2 separate regions of the Ovis aries genome follow, and region 1 is linked to region 2. A link is a contact called in public Hi-C data. All regions are on one chromosome and are shown on one strand. Each heading gives the region's core, a stretch centred on a gene start, on an enhancer-like site or on the middle of the called end of the contact. The rest is flanking DNA. Distances are from core to core; before and after follow the strand shown.

Region 1 (2,769 bases), core at 134-2,633, 200 kb before region 2:
TTCTGCTAGTGGTTGAAATTCGGCAGACAAGGGTACATGTAGTGAGTGGAGAGCTGGCCAACTGGTGGTGTTAAGAATGGGTCTGAATTCTGGCCTCAGCTGAAGAGGTCTGGGGGATGGGCAGGCTCCTGGGCATGCATCTCATGAAGATAGAGAATGGCAGCCTGGGAAGCGGATGGCTCCAAGAAGTGCTTTACCCATCCATATATCTACCTATCTCAACCAATAAAGTTCTTTCAAGATGCCCCAATTTCTAATCAGGGGTTTCCCAGGTGGTTCAGTGGTAATGAATCTGCCTGGCAATGCAGGAGATATAAGAGATGTGGGTTCGATCCAGGGGTCAGGAATATCCCCTGGAGAAGGAAATGGCAACCTACTCCAGTATTCTTGCCTGGAAAATCCCATGGATAGAGGAACCTGGCAGGCTACAGTCCATGGAGTTGCAAAGAGTCGTACATGACTGAACAACAGGGCACGCAGCATGTCTTCTTAACAGCGTTAAATGATTAATTAAACCAGAGAGTCAGGTTGAGTCTGAACACACACATTTCCAGGGCTAGTTGCCAGCTGTTTGTGCTGAGGGAAGGAGTTAAGTCTGCTGGATACAATGTAGTTTGGGGACATCTGTCATCCTCCTTTGCTGGTTCAGCACCTCATCAAGCGTGAGCTAGTTTAGCAGCAGCTAGACTCTGCTAACTACAGCAAGCGGGGGCTGGCTTCTGAGCCTAGAACAGGCTCTAGCTAGTGGGGAGGTGCGTTACGGGATGAGAAGCCAGAGGGAGAGGACGGATCACTGACGAGCGGTTCTGGAGACTCAACTAGGGGAGGGATTTACCAGAAGCATGAACTCCTGTGTGGCCCCTGCAGCAGCAGATGGGCCCTCCCCGCTTCACCTCCGTGTAAAGGAAGCATGGCTGCCATCATTCCAGCGTGGAAAAGGCTCACTGCCCGCAAGCCTCGGCAGGAAAAAAAAGGTTACGCTGGTTGAAAGTAAGGCACTGTCTCCTGGCGAGTAGATCTCATTAAAACGTTGAGGGGACCTGAGCCTGAGCGGCCCCAGCACACACAGGACGGCCGTGTCTCTTTGATCTGCCTCCAGTTTTCCTGTGCGTAGGGTGTAGGATCTTAGCCTGGATCTCTTTGCTCCAGAGGATAAAGTTGCCTGTTTCTCTCCTCTTTGCAGATGACTGATGTGAAAATGATTATGAATATGAAGATCTCTAAGGCCTCAAGGAGAAGTGGTGTGGACCACGTCTGCAAGGTGCATAGAGCACCTCACAGATGTTGGTTAGCTTCCTAGCTTAAACCCACACCTGGGATCCTCAATTGTGCGAGTCGTGTGCGTGGCCAACAGCAGATGGCGCTGTTGCAGTAAAATGAAACAAGGCTGTTAATTGACGATTCTGTGCGTTAAAAAACGGGGAAAACAAGCCTGTCCTACTTTCTCCTTCCTGTCAAACGCAGTGCTCTCTGAACACGAAGTCAGTGTTCTAGTCACTTGACAACGCTTGGTTTAGGAAGGGACTCTGATTTTTACAGACACTAGAAGCCTGGCCAAAAACTGGACCGCTAGTCAGACGAGAGTTGGTCTCCCCGGGATCCTGGGGCGGGGCCCTCTGCTCATTGCTCTAAGATCCCAGTTACTGGCAAGGATGGGGCTTTGGGTAACTCTGGTTACATCATGGCTGAGAATCGGGAGTTGGGTATTTCTAGCCAAGTCAACACAAAGGAACATGTCCCGGTTCAAACCAGAGTGTAGAGGGGAATTTAAAGGGAGGATTCCCAATGGGAGGATGAGGAGACTAACCTAGCCTGCAATAGAGCTGGAGAGACCACTAAGGTCCCTGGGCTTACGACTGCTAAACGTGTCTAACACCTCAGGAGTCACTCGTGAAATGTGTCCAAAAGCAGATTCCTGGCCCCATGCCCCAGACTCATGAATCAGGATCTCCAGGGCTGGGGCCTGAGAAAATGAATTTATTTTTATCATGATCCTCCAAGTGATTAGTTCTCTAGACTGGTCTTTGTGATCCACTGATGTAGCCCACTTCTCATTTCACAATGCATAATGGCGATAATTGGTAGTTACTGACAACTTTCTACGTGCCTGGCACTGTTCCAAATAGTTCATTCTCATGAACTCATTTGACCCTCACCAAGGCACCACAGGGTAGGTTCCAACTATTATCACCCCCATACTGCAGGTGAGGATAACTGGGACCCAGGCCTCACCCCTGGAACTCAGGAAACGTTCCAGCAGGGCAGTATTTCCTGCCTATTTTGGGGTACATTTAAATTCTCCATTTTGGCCAAGCTTTAAGGCTTGGGCAGAGTCTGAATTCTGAGCCAGCATTTGCCCTTTGGATTTGTTGATTTCAAATTCCAGTAATAGATATTTTTAGAAATAGCCCCTTATCCATTAGAAAATGACAAAATAGGTTTAAACGATATCGAGAGATACAGATGAGGCAGTAAGTAAGGATTGTCTACAAGGACTGTGGTATTAGATTGAATCAATCAGGGCAGGGAGTTTGTTTTTTATTTTTTTGTGTCTGATTTTAGATTTTTTCATGAACCATTTATAATATAAAAGACATTATCATGAAGAGTGAATATAGGAAAAAATATGAATGCATTTAAAGAGTGTGGAGAGATGTGTGTGTATATGAGTGTGTATGTGTGTGAGTGCATGTGTGTATGTGTATGGGTGCGTATATATGAATGTGCATGTTTGTGAGTGTGTATGTGTATGGGTGTGTGTACATGAAT
Region 2 (2,700 bases), core at 64-2,563:
CTGTAAAGCGGACATAAGAGGACCAACTCCCTGGCCTTGGGTTGGATGGAGAGAATGTACAGAAGCACTGATGCAAAGCCGGGCTCATCAGGGGCCTCGGAAACCTGGGTCATTGTCACCAGAGCTTGCAAGGGTTTCCTGATTGTAACTTACATCCTACTCATTCCGCAGTCCCCTCCGTTCTGCACCCAGGCTTCTGACAGCTCTCCCTTGGGGAGGAAACTGCACTGGTGCCCTTTTGCCCATCAGGCTGACATTCACTTTGGGTGCAATTTAGTCCACCATGGAGAAGGGAATGGCTACCCACTCCAGTATTCTTTCCTGGAGAATCGCATGGACAGAGGAGCCTGGCGGGCTACAGTCCATGGGGTCACAGGAGCACACGACTGAGCACACACGCTCTACTACAGCAGCTCTTTGTGCTCTGAGATGCTCCTGGCAAATCACACACACACATACTGTCAAGGTGCATTTAGGAAGAGGTTCCGGGTTCAGTGACCGCTTGGTCAAGGCGGAAAGATCTCCTTAGGCTTGGCTGCTGAGGAACCACTGGGGCTTCCAGACCAGGCCTCCTGTTGGCATGGAGGGAAAATTAAACACCCAGCCCAAACAGGCATCCTTGGAGCTGGCTGCCTGATAGCTGTCCTGACAGGTCAGGATTCTAAAGCCGAGTCACCCCTGTTAGAGGATCAGGCAGAAGCCTGATCGCCCCTGCAGGCTGCTGGGAGCACCATCTGCCCATCCTGTGTTCCCCCTTCCCGCTCCCAGGACTACTCACTCAAGCCCCACCTACTAGGGGCAGCCTCCCCGTGCCTGATGCTGAGTTAGCCGAAAGGCAGATTTCCTGACAGTCAAACTAGGGCAGGAGGGATGTCAGCGCCCCTTTGCCTTCTCTGGGCGAAAAGCAAGTGAGAACGGCCACCCCTCCCCCACCTGAAGGTGGGAGTCGGCCATAGCCCAATCGCAGTGTGGAGGTGGGGTGGGGGGAGGCTACCCCCTGCTTAGTCCCGTTGCTTTTGGTAAACCGGCACGTTCTGAGACCCTCTGCGAACGCTCCTTTTCCACGCCCCTGAATATGACAGCCTCAGCTCCTGGGCACTCCCTTCACCGCGCGGCCTGCCAGATGCTCCGCAGGTTGGGGTGGTCTCCAGCCGGTTTGGGGTGGTCTCCAGGCAAGTCTGGAGGCCGCCCAAATCTGTCGCACCACCTCCGTTTGGGCCCAGCCCAAGGGAGGGAAAGGGGCGTGTGTTCCTTTAAGGGGCTGGCCCGGCGGGAGCGCGGGGGTTCGTCCGCAGCCGCTTCCCTTCTGGCCATTCAAGATCCCTGAGTCCGTCTGCTTCCTCCGACCGGATCAGCCCCGCAGCCCAGAGCGTTCGAGCCGTCGAGGAGCCGCCTGGGGACGGTACGTAGCTCAGGGGTGGCCGGGCTCCTGGGGCGCCCTGTGGACCAATTCCTCTCTTCTTGCTTTCTCAGCCCCACGCTTCCCGGGCAGGGTTGGGGAAGCCGGCAGGAGGAGTGAGCCGGGCCCCGTGGGGCCGGGGCCGAGTTGTGATCGCCGCCGCCGGTTGGGGGCGCCCCGGGCGCCCGCGGGTTCAGAGCAGCGCGCGGCGTGGGCTGACTTGCGTGGGACCCTTGTGCCTGGACCCTGGCCGGTGAGGCCAATTCAGAGGGAAACCAGTGGCCTCTGAGACCACTTCCCGGGTCTCCTCTCTCCCACCGGGTCTCTTCGCAACTCATCCCGCAGCCTCCGGCACAGCGCCCCAGGCACCGGGCTCTGCCCCGGGGCATCTGTTGGATGCTCATCTGTTGGGGGCGGGAGCGGGGACTGGCGTCGGGAACACTGCGAGGGGCTGGGGACACCTCCTGAGGCAGCGGGCGGGTGGTCTTCTGCCTGCCTGCTCTGGCCCTCAGGGCAAGCGCAGTGGATGCTCGTGGGTTTCAGGCCTGGGTTCAGTGGGGTTTCTAATTTAGGGAACAGTCGGAGCGCGCGGAGAGTGAAGTCCTGGGTGGGAGATGGTATCCTTTAGGGAGGAATTTAGGGCTCCTGAGCAGCCAGGAAAAAAAAAAAAAAAAACAACCCCCAAAACAGCGCCGGACACTTGGACCCAGTTCTGTCACCAACTCGCTGGGTGGCCTTCAGCAGCCTGTGACCCGATCTGGACCTTGACTCCCAGCGCTGACCTCCGGAGGGCCTTTTGCCCTCTGCCGCAGGAGGAGGTGACCGAGAGGCGGCCTGGCCCCTCTCCCACAGCCCTGCATGAGCCAGCGGGCTGGGAATGCCGGTAGGAAACACCTCCGGACTTCTACTTTCCGGGAACCGCAGGTTTCAAAGGGCTTGGGGCACCGAAGTCAAATTCCTCTCCGGGCGCGGGCTGATGGAGACCTGGAGGGCAAGGCTGCCCTCTGCTGGTGTCAGGGAGACGTGTGGTGTCCGGTGGTGCAGTTGGGTACTCGGCTGTAGCTCATCTTCCTAACAAGTCTGGGTTCAGCTTATTCTGATGTGCGGAGGGGTCCTAAGGCAAGTGGTGGCTGGGAAAAGCAAAGGATGGGTCGTCAGGAATCAGGGAATCCACGCATCTTGTTTTGGTCACTCTAATACATTAGTGAGCTAGGGGGAAAAAAAACCACTCCCAGACCAGAAACTAAGCTGTTTTGGCTCAGAGCTTAGTTTCTGAACCGTGAATTACCTTATGCATGACT

Evidence for each region. A called contact is a pair of places that touch in the nucleus more often than the background predicts.
Region 1: a Hi-C map of hypothalamus shows a contact between it and region 2, with 4 times the contacts expected there. The contact joins the enhancer-like site here to the promoter of HAPLN3 in region 2. A contact is called at or near these places in 8 of 16 Hi-C or Micro-C datasets (hypothalamus, liver, mesenteric adipose tissue and 4 more).

Annotation. Positions count from the first base shown.
Region 1 is chr18:19,997,920-20,000,688 of ARS-UI_Ramb_v3.0, reverse strand. All of the region lies in intron 6 of ABHD2 (abhydrolase domain containing 2, acylglycerol lipase), which reads right to left. Among named protein-coding and RNA genes, the nearest start is that of RLBP1, 41 kb to the left of the region's middle. Within about 2 kb of position 1,383, at least 20 of the 54 cell types and tissues checked have an H3K27ac peak or open chromatin away from gene starts, as enhancers often do. A contact at or near this core is called in hypothalamus, liver and tail adipose tissue, where this site is marked.
Region 2 is chr18:19,795,063-19,797,762 of ARS-UI_Ramb_v3.0, reverse strand. It overlaps HAPLN3 (hyaluronan and proteoglycan link protein 3), which reads left to right and starts at 1,313. Exons shown (of 4, transcript XM_060401388.1): 1 at 1,313-2,700.